Regions from separate parts of the Rattus norvegicus genome. Here region 2 is linked to region 1. A link is a contact called in public Hi-C data. All regions are on one chromosome and are shown on one strand. Each heading gives the region's core, a stretch centred on a gene start, on an enhancer-like site or on the middle of the called end of the contact. The rest is flanking DNA. Distances are from core to core; before and after follow the strand shown. Region 1 has its middle 11 kb from the start of Cryaa. Region 2 has its middle 49 kb from the start of Cryaa.

Region 1 (7,300 bases), core at 1,863-4,362:
GCTGTTGTTAGTTGAGAGGCTGAGAGCCCCAAGGACATGGGATTTCTTCCAAGATTCCTGGCTGAGGATTGAGTTTACTGAGAGGCAGGCGGGGCACAAGCCTGTGTGTGCAGGCAGTCATCATGAGAGCAGAACAGAAAGGAAAACATGCAGGCACACAGGCGTCATATCACAGGCATGTAAGAATGCATACGCGGACACACATGTGCAAACGTGTACTACAAACGTACACCACATACTGCACACACACATACATACACATACCAAAACAACCCGCACATACATATGCCATAAATACACCACACACACAAACACCACAAAAATACACTGCGCACAAACACATACACACATGTATATACCACAAACACACCAAATACAAATAAACCACAAACTCACTCTGCACACTCGTACATGCACATACACACAAACACATGCCACCCGCACCAGAAACATACCACACACATATATACACACACCACAAACACACACCACACACATACATGCACATACACACAAACACATGCCACACATACCAGAAACATACCACACACATATACACACACACATACCACAAACACACAGCACACACACATATACATGCACATACACACAAACACATGCCACAGACACACACTACGAACACATCACACACATACATATACACACCCCAAACAGATCACACACACACACCACAAACATACCACGTATACACATACACACATATACCACAAATACAGCACACACAGCACACACACATATACATGCACATACACACAAACACATGCCACACACACCACAAACACATCACACACATACACATCACAAACACATAGCATAACATATGCACACACCACGAACATACCACATACACATACCACAGACATACCACACATACACACATATACCACAAATATAGCACAAACACACAGCACACACACATACATTCACATACACACAAACACTTGCCACACACACACACACAACCACAAACACATAGCACACACACACACACACACACACACACACACACACACCCCACAAACACATAACATACACCTAGGCACACACAGCCATGCTTTGGCCTCTGTTATGTGCCTGTCTCGTGTTAGCTTCCTTCTGTGCCAGTTCGTACTTGAACTTGATGCAGATAGACACACAGATTTTGTTTTTCCACTGAGAATAGTACCTCTCCCTTAGGTTCAAGGGCATCTGAAGGTCACTGGGAAGGAGGGGCTGTGTGGAGTTAGGGGAGGGGATTCCTATTCTTCGTCTGAGCCCCACATCATGCCCTTAGCTCCTTGCAGAAGGGCACATTAGACTTGGAGGGCTAGGTGAGAAGACAGTACACCCCAGATTCCACTTCCAGCTTGTAGGGATGTGGAGGCTCTATGCTAAAACCCTGGTGCCACATCCTTATGGCTGTGCAGAAGCAGAGAGCACGCTCAGTGACCAGCATCAACCAATGGTGGTGGTGTGGGCTGCTGGGTGAATTGGAGTGGGACAGAGCTGGTATTCTTCGCGTGGACCCACTCAGGAACCCCCACCAGGTCGCTACTGAACCCTTGCCTATTATGTGATGTAAAACTGAGTTAATTAAATTCAGTGTCTGGCATGTGAACTCCGGGCTGTCTCTCTGAGTTCCCTGCTTGCTCTACGGACCTATTCGCCTGTGGCTGCTATGGGCTGGGTTTCAGTGAGCCCCGCCCATCGGTGTTCTGGGTGGCTGCTATGGGCTGGGTTTCAGTGAGCCCCGCCCATCGGTGTTCTGGGTGGCTGCTATGGGCTGGGTTTCAGTGAGCCCCGCCCATCGGTGTTCTGGGTGGCTGCTATGGGCTGGCTTTCAGTGAGCCCCGCCCATCAGTGTTCTGGGTGGCTGCTATGGGCTGGCTTTCAGTGAGCCCCGCCCATCAGTGGTCCCTGCGTGCCCCACGCTTCTTCAACAAATGGCCACGAGTCAGTGGTTGGAAACAGAAAAGAACTGAGAGGAGCAAAATCCAAAGTTAACATTCCGATACTTCAAGCTCCTTCTGAGGTGACTTCCACTCTGGGATCAGGAAGCATGGCCCAGCCTCTGCTACCCTCTGCTGTGGTTCTTCCCATCGGTCCCTGCTCCCACTTCTTCTCAAGGTCAATTGACTCAGGATATAATGACTCCATCTTTTTTTTTTTTTTTAAAGATTAATTTATTTTATGAATCCACTGTCGCTGTCTTCAGACACACCAGAAGAGGGCACCATTACAGATGGTTGTGAGCCACCATGTGGTTGCTGGGAATTGAACTCAAGACCTCTGGAAGAGCAGTCAGTGCTCTTAACCTCTGAGCCATCTCTCCTGCCCCATGACTCCATCTTTAACTCAGTCATTTCGGTGAAGACTCATTTCCATATAAGGTTACACATTTGGATCTGGATATTAGAAGTAAGTCATATCTTTCTGAGAACAGGAGATCACTCACAAGTCCCTAGTGTCCCCGAGTTTGCCTTTGGAGCTCTCTCTATTGTGCCTGCCCTCCCCAGGAAGCCCCAGCTGTCCGAGGACATATATCAACACATTTTAATGATGAAGAAACTTGAGACCTATAAAAGTATAGGGTGGAGAGCCCCAGGCCTTCAGCTGGCTGAGCCAGGAGCACACTAAGTGGTTCAGGAAGTCAAGGGCTCTAAGTTCATTTATTCTTTTAAAAACTTACTATCTATCGTATTATTCTTTGAGTGTTTTTGCCTGCACGACATGTGTGCCAGGGACTGGGCAGAGGCCAGAAGAGGATGTTGGATCCTCTGGAACTGGAGTTACAGATGGTTGTAAGTCGCTGTGTGGGTGCTGGAAATCGAATCCCGGTCTTCTGGAAGAGCACCAAGTGCTTTTAACTGCCGAGGCACCTTTTCCGGCCCCAGTTCCTTTATTCTCTCGAGAAAAATTTCAAGATTTATTCAGTAAATTAAAACAAATGGCTCGTGGTGCACTTAAAAAAAAAAAAAAATCAACAAACCACGAAAGCAGCCCAGCCTGTTTTCCCGCCCTCAGGATTCTTTGCAGAGCTGACCGTAGACACGTCTGCTCGAGGCGGTCAGCAAGGGGCCACCCACTCCTGATTCCCATGGACTGAGCTGCACTCTGATGCACGAAAAGCCTGTGTTTCTGTTCTAGATGTTTCTATGGAGATTCACAGTGCACACCCACAGATGATCCCGGTTTAGCGTCCGTCCCATGACTCACCTATTAACAGGCTTAAAGGCAACTTCTGACCTAGCCTGGGGTATCGCCACCCTCTGGCCCTGACACTTGTTCCAGGAACCCACGAATGTAAGAGAGCTTCCCCTGAGGACAGGGACCCTGCAGTTTCTTCCAGGAAGGAAACATGACCTTGAATAGTACTTAGGGTCCCTGTTACTCTTCCACAGTTCTGCCATATGGCAGAGACAGTGGCTTTGGCTGGCCCTGAGCACTGGGAGGGGAGGCAGGGCTGAAGGGCTGGGTTGGAGTGGGGTCTTTTGGGAACCTCTGTAGTGTGCATAGTTTCTGGGTACATCTTCCCAGGAAGATGTGTGTGTGTGTGTGTGGGGGGGGTAAAGGTAAGGGAAAGTGGGAGGGGTTTACATCGATTGGCACCAGGGCCAGGGATGTGGCTCAGCTGGTTGAGGGCTTGCCTAACACGCACAAGGCTGTGGGTTTTGTCCTCAGCTTCTTATAAACCCAGGCTACTGGCACATGCCTGTAATCTATTGGGAGGGAATTAGGGCGAACAAGAAGTCAAGGCTATCCTCAGCTACATAAAGAACTGGAGGCTAGCCCTTGCTATCTGATCAAAAGTAAGGAAGGCAAGAAGGCAGGAAGGCATACCCTTACCAAATTTCAGCCTTCTCCATGCGGTCCTCTTGGCAGCCATCGGGAAACCGAGTCAAGTGAGGAGCTTCGTAACTAGACCCCAAAGGTTCTTGGGAGTCAAGGATACCTAAGGCTTTTGGCTGGAGGCTTGGCTTGACCAGGAAAGGTGGAGCAGGGATGTAGGCTCCCATCTTTTCATGCAGGGTAAGGATGGGTGTCCTTGGAGTTTCTGCAGGTGGCAACGCATAGAGGAAATATCCCCAGATTCCCTGTGGTTCTTTGACAAGGGAGGAAGAGCTGACCCAGAAGTAGCATTGGGAGAGAAGCTGGCCCAGGCTGCCACAGCCCCTGCCTGCTCAGAGCCTTCTTGTCTTTCCTCAGGGCGGCAGTCCCGGTCCTAGGGAGGAGTGAGCGGGGGTGGCATACGGCCACCACGACCACACAGCCCCCGTGCCTGCCATACCATGTGAGGCAGACTGGACAAAGCCTTATTTTGGGGAATGTCCTGGTCAGGTTTCGATTGCTGTGATAAACGCCACGGCCAAGTAAGAGAGGGCTTTCTCCAGGTTACGGTTGTAGCCCTCCATGAAGGGAAGTCAATGCCGGAACCTGGAGGCAGAGACTGAACCAGAGACTGAACCAGAGACCGTGAAGGAATGCTACCTGCTGGCGTGCTCCAAATCGATTGCTCAGCCCGCTTTCTTGGGCTCACAATGGGCTGGGTCCTCATATCAATTAGTAGCCAAGAAAGCCCCTACGGTCTTGCCTATAGGCAATCTGACGGATGTACCTTCTCAGGAGATTCCCTCTTCCCAGATGACTATAGATTGTGTTAAGTTGACAAAACCCATCCAGGTCAGTCAGAGGGACACTGGCCCTTCTGGACACCAAGAAGGCATTGCAGGCTCAGTCCCAGGGCAGAGCTGAAGGCTAACTGAAGAACTTACACCATGCCCCATGGCTGTGTCTGCTTTGCTCTGGGCTTGCCCTTTCTGCAAAAGTCACCTGGGTTTCCTGAACTGTAGAATTATCTTCACAGGGGTCAAGGGTGGCCAAAGACTGCTGTAGCTGTCTCCTGGGACTCTGTTACTATGGTAACGCATATACAGCTAGGGGCAGTGTCTTAGTTAGGGTTTTCCTGCTGTGAACAGACACCATAACCATGGCAAGTCTTTTTTTTTTTTCCGGAGCTGGGGACCGAACTCAGGGCCTTGCACATGCTAGGCAAGCGCTCTACCACTGAGCTAAATCCCCAACCCCCATGGCAAGTCTTATAAAGGACAACATTTAGGCTGTGGCTGGCTTATGGGTTCAGAGAGGTTCAGTCCATCATCATCAAGGTGGGAACATGGCAGCATCCAGGCAGGCATGGTGCGGGAGGAGCTGAGAGTTCTACATCTTCATCTGAAGGCTGCTAAGGGCAGACTGGCTTCCAGGCAGCTAGAATGAGGGTCTTAAAGCCCATGATCACAGCGATATATCTACTCCAACAAGGCCACGCCCACTCCAACAAGACCACACCCACTCCAAAAGACCACACCCCCTAATAGTGTCACTCCCTTTGGCTGAGCATGGACAAATCATAACATGCAGCCTCCATTTTGAGGTGGCTTCTGGGTGATTCTTGAGTCTAGGGGAATGACAGGCATTCAAACTTCCATCCTCTCTGCCTCAGTTCTGTCTGGGTGGCTGCCACTGTGGCCTTTTGTCACAAAGTTTGTACCTTATGGGTGGCAACAGATCTCTTGGCCAGCACTTCCTTGAGGAGACACCCAGGCTCCCCGTCTGTGACTCTTTCTCTAGGGTCTTTCCCTAGGGTTGGCTTTTTGGGAGGAAAGGCGGGGCCTGCAGCAGGAGGGGACTGGCGGTGAGGATGAGGAGGCAGCTGGTCTCTGTGGGGATGGAGGAACCTGTGTTGTCCTTATGGGGTCAAGTCATAAGCTAGCGGTTGGCAGCCCAGGCCTTTGGTCTCAACCTTTGGTCTCAGTTTTCACACCCGCAGCATGGTGCTGGCCCTGACTTGTGGAGTCTGCTTGTGACCTCCGAGACAGAGAAAGGTCCACTCTGGGAGCCCACAGTTGACCTCTGAGACCTCACCACCCTGGGGACTTTGTACCCTGCCATGCAGGCTCTGTACCCTCACCGGCAGAAAGCAGAGATAAATGAACACAGCCAGTCTGTCATCTGCAAGCTCCCCTCACCGAGGCTCCCAGTTGTCCTTAATGCAAACGTTTTGTCTCCCCTCTCCAAGCCTGAGGTAAGATCAAACTTTCCATGACCAGCGCTCCCGTGGCTCCACCTGACTGAGCACGGATCATGGATCTCCGGGGCTAATGGAATTGGGTTCCCCATCTCCCCTGCCCCCAGCTGGCCACACGCTCTACCAGTCCACCCTGCTCTGGGCCTCTGTAAAGGCGGATCCCTTTCCTTCTCTCTCCCTTTGCTGGAAGACCCCCATGTGGAGTGGCTCTCCTCCCAGTATGACTGTCTTCATAGCTCTGAGGTTCTTAGGGTTGTGTGCAGAGACATTTCTGCCTGCCCACCCTGTCTCAGGTGAAGCCAGAGGGCCTCGCTCGTTTAAATTCTCCACCCATCAGAGAGGGCTTTGGGTTCCTTGGCAGCTCTCACCAGCTACTCACTCTTGAGCGTGCATTAGTGCAAGCACATGCTCATCTGGTGGGGGTGGTCTAGAGGAAACAGTCCTGGAGGTGAGTGTGGGGGAAGGGAGGGGGATCTGAAGAGCAGAGGTAGGAGGTAGCAAGCAGAAGGCTGGAAGGGTTTGTTTCTTGTTCTTAGAGGGTTCTCCAGGCCAACCTCACAGAAAGGCCTGATTTAGGACATGCCCTTCCCCTCCCCCACCAACCACCCCCAGGGGAGAGCTAGGTCTCCAAGCTCCTGTAAGGCTCAGGAATCAGGTGTGTAATAATTGGGTGAAATTAGGCTTAGTGATGGAGCTTGCTGACTGGTTTTAATGAAGGTGATCTCAATCATGGCTGGCCTTCTCAGTGCCCTGCCACGATGGCCCATGAAGCCAGCTGGGCATTAGTGATCCTAGCCACCGAGTTAGGAGGGCTCCCCAAACTGCAGGAGGACGCACGGAGGACCCACTTTACAAAAGAGGAGAGGGAGGGCCACAGGAAGTGCTGGCATGGTGGTTGCCTGTCGCCAGAGCCTACTGCACTGAGTGGCTACTGTTTTAAGAGAAGTCTCTCTTTTTCTTTACATCATTGGTTCTCCAGGATCCCCTCCAACCCCCAACAGCAAGCTTGGGCCTGGGGTAATGTCCTTCAAGGTGGAGACCTTGAGCAGGTCACAAGGTCACTGTCATTAGAAAAGCCCCAGGTGTGGGAAGAAGTCTGCATTTCACTTCAAAGAGGTGCATTTACTTCACATCTAAGAGCGACTAGAGGGGCTGGAGAGATGGCTCAGCAGTTAAGAGCACTGACTGCTCTTCCAGAGGTCCTGAGTTCAGTTC
Region 2 (7,300 bases), core at 1,900-4,399, 38 kb after region 1:
TCTCATGATTTTATTTCAAGTTTCTTTCTTCTTTCTTTTTTTTTGTTTTTTGTTTTTTGTTTTTTGTTTTTTGTTCAGACTTTTTGGTGAGAACTAAGTCTGTTTCCCACCCACCAACAAAGTCTTCCGCTACCTGTCCTCTTTCCCTTCTCTATGTTTTTAGATCTCTATCTAGTGGTTTTGGTGCCATTAGGAAGACTCATTTTCTGACTTTATGAGGGATGGAGGAGACCAGTACTTTCTCTTCCTCCATGTGGAAGGAGTGAGCATATGGGACCAGTAATAAGGTATCCTGATAATGGCCTCAGAATCAAGCTGTCTAGAGAGCAGGGACTGGAAAGGTGTCACAGTAGTGTGACTGACCAGGTTCCTGATGTGACCCAGCATTTGTTAGGACAATCAGCATTGGCCTCAGGGAACGCTCCTGCTGTGACCTTACCTTCCAGTGGCAATCTATCTCCCTAGTCTGCTGCAAGTATGGCTTCCTTCTTTGTGGGTGCAGGGCCTTGTCTGAAAAGCAACCGAGGAGTCAAAGAAGGAGCAGAAGGATTCTGGGTATACTGGCTGGTTTTAGGTGTCAACTGGACACAAGCTGGAGTTACCACAGAGAAAGGAGCCTCAACTGAAGAAAACGCCTTCATGAGACCAAGCTGTAAGGCATTTTCTCAATTAGTGGTCAAGCCCATTATGGGCGGTGCTGTCCCTGGGCTGGTGGTCTTGGGTTCTATAAGAGAGCAAGCTGAGCAAGCCAGGGGAAGCAAGCCAGCAAGCAACATCCCTCCATGGCCTCTGCCTCAGCTCCTGCTTCCTGATCTGCTTGAGTTCCAGTCCTGACTTCCTTTGGTGATGAACAGCCGTGTGGAAGTGTAAGCTGAATAAACCCTTTCCTCCCCAACTTGCTCCTTGGTTATGCTGTTTGTGCAGGAATAGAAACCCCAACTAAGACACTGGGTCTGACACTGAGTCCAGCCAGCCTGGCCTCTTCTCCTGGACTCACTGGGCTCTGATTCATAGGGTGCCAAGGCCAAACACATTTGAGTGACAGCACCTTCCTTTAGCCTTGCCCTTGCCAGTTCTGTGTTCCCTTGTCCCAGAACAGCAACTTAGTAAATGCCCGCTGTCCCCAGTCACCAATCAGCCATGTACATACATGCTTGCTTTTCTTCCCATGGTGGAAGCAGGCCAGCTTGGTGGCAGTCTCTGCTGTGCCCTTCTCCCAACCCCCACCTAGGCCATTGTTTCTGTTAGCTCTTTCTGCTGTTGAGAGGAGAGGAATGTGGGTAAGGGTGTAAAGCCTGGGGTCTGGACAGCGGATTCCATCCAAGATCTGAGAACGCTGCAGGTCTATGAGAAGGATGTGACCAGGAGGTGTTGAAAGGTCAGCAGTCCTTCCAAGCACGTTGGTATTGTCCTCTGGGGTCTTGCCAAGGCTGGGGGCGTGTGTACGTAAGAAGGAAAGATAAACTTGAATAGCTCTTTTGTGGAGGTTCGTCCCTGCAAAAGAGGTGAGAGGACATAGGAAGAATGGACTTGGGGCTGGAGAGATGGCTCAGTGGTTAGAGCGCTGACTGCTCTTCCAGAGGTCCTGAGTTCAAATCCCAGCAACCACATGGCGGCTCACCACCATCCGTAAAGGAGATCTGATGCCCTCTTTTGCATCATGACAGACATGGTGTACTTATATATGATAAATAAATAAATAAAATAAAAAAAAAGAGTGGAGTCCCACACCCCGTATGTGACAGTTAGAAAGGCTGACTGGAAGTGCCAGCAGACCCCAGAGCCTCATCCTCAGAGACTGCACAACAGCACAGCTATGCCTGGCGAGACTTCCTAGCAGGAGATGAACAAATGGACGAATCTTGGAGTTGCTTTGCCAGCTACTCTGGAGTCTGCAGTCCCGTCTGGAGCCCCAGTAGAGGTGCTCCCAAGAGACTCCCTGCCCAGGGGTGTGCTGAGTCAGCAGAAAGCACTCCAATCGGCTCTCCAAGAGACCATGGGCTAAGTGTGTTCTCCCAGCCTGGGCTAATGGTGGGAGTTCCTGGCCACACCGGGTTTCCCCTGAGGAAGGACCTGGCTCCCACCACTTCCACAGACACCTCCGAGGGGACTGAGGGCACTGTGGCTCAAGAGCCAGCCCTGGAACATTTTTAGGCAGCCAGCCGAGCTGCAGGGAGGCTCCTTGAAAATCAAGGCAGGCTGTAAAGGCTGCTTCTGGGCTCGGGGTGTCAGAAGGATCCTCAAGCCCTCAGGCGGGAAGGGAACAAAGGAGGCCTCTGCTTCAGCCTCAGGCTTCTGACTCCACAGTTCTGTAGTTGTGTGAAGAGTTAGGCTCGTTTTGCCCTGAATTCACCATATGTCCGTGTATGGCTCTCACTCTGCCTCTCGCTCCTGGCCTACTGGTATCTCCCGTGCATAGGATACCTGGTCAAGGTGGGCTTCGAACCCATGCCTGCCACTCTGCTCATGGGTACCGTTTGTCTGGAAGAAACATGAACAAGCAGAGGGCTAGGTAGGTCTCTGTGAGCTGCAAGAAAATCCCTGGTACCAGAGTAGACATCAATATCTGGGTGCGGAGGCTAAGCTTAGAGTCACCATAAGAACATCACCGAGGGCCAGTGCCAGGGTTCAGGTACCTGAGGACAAAGAGGTGAGGCCCAGAGAAAGAGCTGCCAAGAGTCCCCAAGGTTGTGTGTGTGTGTGTGTGTGTGTGTGTGTGTGTGTGTGTGTGTGTACCAGAGGTCATGCAAAAAGTCCCTTCTTCTAGATCGGGCTGGCCAGGGAGACTATCCCCTAGGGGGCAGTGTTGCCATTTTGCTATTCGCCAGAGGGTGCAGCAAGCCGGTCTAGGCCTGCCATGCCTGTGTGACTAGGACTTTGGCTCTGGTCCCACACTGAGCCTGCTGGTTCCTGGGATTACTTCATCTTGCAATAGGGTGGGAGCTGGGGAAACAGAGGCTGCATGGCGGGAGGAGGCTGGGGCGGGCATCTGGGTTAAGGCTAAGTGAGCAGGGTGGGGTTGTCCTGGGGGAAGGGATACCCAGCTGGTCTCTGGGCAGGTAACATGGGTTGGGCCAAGCGACACTGGCTGAGTCACGTACGTCCACACGTTGACAGGTCACTGGTGCGAGGAATGAGTCAGCTGCAGCTGAGCTCCAGGAATAGAGTCTGGGAGGGCAGCTCTCTGATCCTGATGCTCCTGTAGGATCTGTCTGGGTCCGTGGAGTGACAGGGAACTTGTGTTGGAGAGGCAGCTGTTCTGTCCCTTAAAATGAAAGGGCTGTTACTGCTACTGTCTGCTGGAGTCTATCTGGGCTGCCGTACCAAAAGTCGCCGTGAATAGGCCACAGAGGAAAACTTGGTCCCTCACTCACTGTTCTGAGACCGATGCCCAATATCAGGATGCTTGAAAAGTTCTGTGTCGGGTGAGGGCGACTTTCTTCTTGGTACACACAGTATTTCCTTGCTGGGTGCTGACCGGGTGAAGGGAAAGGGGAGATCTCTGGGGTCCCTTTCTATTAGGGCCCTATGCTTATTATTTTTCTCACGGCTGTGAACAAAATAGCAGACCGAGGAAGCAACTACAGTAGGTAAGGGTTTATTTTGGCTCCCAGTTGGAGGGCACACAGTCTGTCCCGGTAGGAGAAGTGATAGCAGCGGGAACGTGAGGTAGCTGGCCAGTCAGGGAACAGAGGTAGATGCTGGTCTTCAGTTCTCTTTCTCCTTTGCGCTCGGTTGGGAACCCCAGCCTAGGGGATGCCACCTCACTTTAGAATGGTTCTCTCTAATTCAGCTAATCAAGTCCGAAAACACAGATACAACCAGATGCTCATCTCCGTGGCAACGCCAAATCCCATTAAGTCAACAGTCAGGATTAACGTTCATAGACCCTACCTCCTTTCTTGGGGGGTGGCGCCCATTCCTAGGACTAGGTTAGGTATCAACGAATATACTTAGGGGAGGGGGAGGCACACTTTTGGATCCTGTCACTGCAGTACGACATACTGACTTCTCACTTGGTTTCCCTGTCCCAAGGCCACCAGGGCAGGAAGGTGAGCACGGTGGCTACCGTTGACCAACTCTGAGGACGTAAACACTGTCCAAGATGGAGAGACCATGGTCTGGACCCTCCCTCCACTACTCCAGTCTCTTGGAGTCACACAGTCCAAACAGAGCACTCTGTGTTCAAGGTGCTGAAACTAAGAGAAGCTTACAAGAGCGGACCTGGGGAGATGCAGGGACTAACGGGATTCAGTTTGTGGGCCCCCCAGGGGCTAACAGGATTCAGTTTGTGGGCCCCCCAAAGCCTACAAACTGTTCTGTGGGCTTCCGTATCATGGCCTGGCTGAGAATACCACTACAGGCTTGCAGCTGGATGTCAGGGAGAAGGGGACTCCTTGTCTTGGGCTCACGGAGGCTCATTCTCCACTATAGAGGCTGAGTACCAGAGTCAAGGTAAGGCACAGAAGTTGGCCTCTAGGCTCAGCACTACAAGCCATGGTTTAAGGGGCAAACCTGAGGGGTGTGGTTGAAAAAAAGCTACCTCTGTCCTTCAGGAAGCTCTTGTGTGTTCCCGGCACACCACCGCTCGAACCTACAGGCCGGAAAAGGGCAGTTTCTCACTTTTTCCCTGTAAGGACTTTCTTGGTTGTTGTGTCTCCCTGGAAACTGCTCTTGTCTGCCTGGCCACTTGGCTTCCCCTGGACGGCCCAGTCTTGGTCGGACACTGAGAGTTCAGGTTCCCAGAATCGCCTTCTAAGGCCTCATCTTTGGCCTTCCCACAGAGCCGGCCACCCCAGCTCCCCTTAAGGGCCCCTGCTGGAATGAGCCCCACACAGTTGGACGCCCTGGTCTGGAATCTGCCACAGCCTGAAGCACCTCCTTCCCAACTGTGGAATGGGGATGTCGGTGTCAGCAGAATCTCAGGGTGTTGGTGGCCCACTTAACAGTGAGCTCCGGTTGACAGCTGTGTGACTTTGATGCCCACCCTCGGGATTACTGGATGTGTTATAATTAACTCTGCTGGGAGGGTGTGGACTCTGGGGTCAGCCAGGATGCCCGAGGTCGTCTGATTAAGAACAAGAGCTACCTCAAGCCGTGAGGCCAACTGTGACCATAAAAGGCTTTCTTTGGTCACTTTATTTAAAGACCGACACCACCAAGCACAGACAGTCCTCTGATGGCCTCTGGAGCCCCCCACATCCTCCCAGGGTAAACCTGACATTTTTGTTCTTCACTCCTGTTTTGTATCTGTCAAAATTCTTCTGGGCTGCTGGAGAGATGGCTCAGTGGTTAGAGCACTGATTGCTCTTCCAGAGGTCCTGAGTTCAATTCCCAGCAACGACATGGTGGCTCATTAACCATCTGTAATGGAATCTGGTGTTCTCTTCTGGTGTGCAGACACACATGCAGGCGGAGCACTGTACACATTTTAAATAAATCTGTTTTGTAAAAAAAAAAAAGTGAAGTGATGTTAGGCCTTGTACATGTGAGTACACTGTTGCTGTCTTCAGACACACCAGAAGGGGGCATCGGATCCCATTACGGATGGTTGTGAGCCACCACCTGGTTGCTGGGAATTGAACTCAGGACCTCTGGAAGAGCAGCCAGTGCTCTAACCACTGAGCTATCTCTCCATCCTCAAATAAATCTTCAAGAAAAATCTTCTGGGGAAATTCACTTTGTGGACGTCCCTCAGACCCTCCTGGAGGCTACAGAGCCAGGCTGCTACTGGCCACATGAATCGTCCATACACGGGGTTGGGGATTTAGCTCCGTGGTAGAGCGCTTGCCTAGCAAGCGCAAGGCCCTGGGTTCGGTCCCCAGCTCTGAAAAAAAGAATAATTAAAAAAAAATCGTCCATACACATCTCTCTGACCACCTCCCCGTCTCTCTGAGGTCTTCTTGGCATGAATCTCTAGGATTGCTGAGAGTCTGACTGTCCTATGTCTCCCTTCACACTGGGTCAGAGAAATACAGCTGCTCACAGAACGACAGGGAGATTCTGTCCCTCCTTTGGCCTGGTTGGGGCTATGGTGGATCAATTTTCATACTTCCGTTAAGTTCAAGGCAGCAACAGGCTTTCCCCAACACTCTCACTCTCTCGCAAGGAAGCTGGCTAGCCTGGGCTGGACCCTGGTTTGAAACAAGGAGATCCCGTACTGTGAGGAGGACGCCAGGAGCATATTGCCCAATTTCCAGCAGGCCTCTGTGATGTGGGTGGTCACCGGGGCTAATAAGCAATAGAACTTGGCTGACCCCAAAGCCCCCACCCTGCCCATCTGAAGCACGGGGGTCACAGCGGCGAAGCTATGCCGTAGGAGAAACAACTTAGGCCCACTGGCTCATGAACAGGGCTGGAGGTGGGCACCAGCGGGGGACACATCACAGGAAAGCAAAGGTAGTGACCTCCCTCTCCCTGACAGCCCCTTCTGGAACAGGGAGAGGGTGAGGTGAAGAGGACCGTCTAGGTCCTTGCTGCGTGTGCAACTTCCGGGATCTTCCCCACCACCGCTTTTCTACCAAGGCCAAGAGCAGGGAGACCAGTGAGGGCTGCAAAGCGGTGGGTTCCACGCCATCAGAATGCCGATCTCGCACCGTTCTCGTCATGGCCGTTAGCGAATTTGCCACTTGCTAAAGGATTTCCGTAACTTGGAATCAGTGCTCACGCAGCTTTGTGGAGCCGGGGTGACGAGCTTGAGCCCCATGGTGACGCTTGACACTCATTCCCTGCTGAGGCCAAACATTCCTGCTTAGCTCATGGTGTAAATATTTCCCCAGTCTATTTAGAGCCACGTGATTAGCATTTCTGGGCTCTATGGTGGTGATTTAGCACTTGGGGGGCCCCAGGCTGTAGCTGTCCTGTGTCCCCCCCCTCCCCCGAGCATGCATGATCATGTGACTCAGAGAACCCTGTTAGAGGCACCAGTTTCAGGTGGGGTTCTGGAGGTGTCGCTGTGAGCTGGCTCTGTGCTAATGACCCGGCAACATGGACCAACAGGTGTCTTCAGACCGGAGCACGTATCAAACCAAGTTGTGTGTTCGTGGGTTGGTGGAAACGTGAGCTCGCATGTCCTCCGGCAGCAACAATTTCAGTACCCTGTAAATGAGTGCTAGCCTCCATGGCTATTGAGAATCCACTCAGGCGAAATGGGAGCCATTGCACGCAGCAAGGACCACGTCATAGGCAGCCCATGAAGCTCGGATTCGTTTTGGGCAGGTGACGGTGCCCACTGATGCTGCCCGTTTGGGGAGACCTAGCTGAGCCCTGAAGCCATTTTTACACACTTTCACCTTTTCCT

The links. Hi-C and Micro-C count contacts between places; a contact is called where the count stands out from the background.
Region 2: a Hi-C map of the A7r5 cell line shows a contact between it and region 1, with 2.2 times the contacts expected there. The contact joins two enhancer-like sites. A contact is called at or near these places in 6 of 12 Hi-C or Micro-C datasets (the A7r5 cell line, the Rat2 cell line, Schwann cells and 3 more).

The regions. Positions count from the first base shown.
Region 1 is chr20:9,792,524-9,799,823 of GRCr8, forward strand. No RefSeq gene overlaps it. Among named protein-coding and RNA genes, the nearest start is that of Cryaa, 11 kb to the left of the region's middle. Within about 2 kb of position 3,113, at least 11 of the 93 cell types and tissues checked have an H3K27ac peak or open chromatin away from gene starts, as enhancers often do. A contact at or near this core is called in the A7r5 cell line, where this site is marked.
Region 2 is chr20:9,830,627-9,837,926 of GRCr8, forward strand. No RefSeq gene overlaps it. Among named protein-coding and RNA genes, the nearest start is that of Cryaa, 49 kb to the left of the region's middle. Within about 2 kb of position 3,150, at least 12 of the 93 cell types and tissues checked have an H3K27ac peak or open chromatin away from gene starts, as enhancers often do. A contact at or near this core is called in the A7r5 cell line, where this site is marked.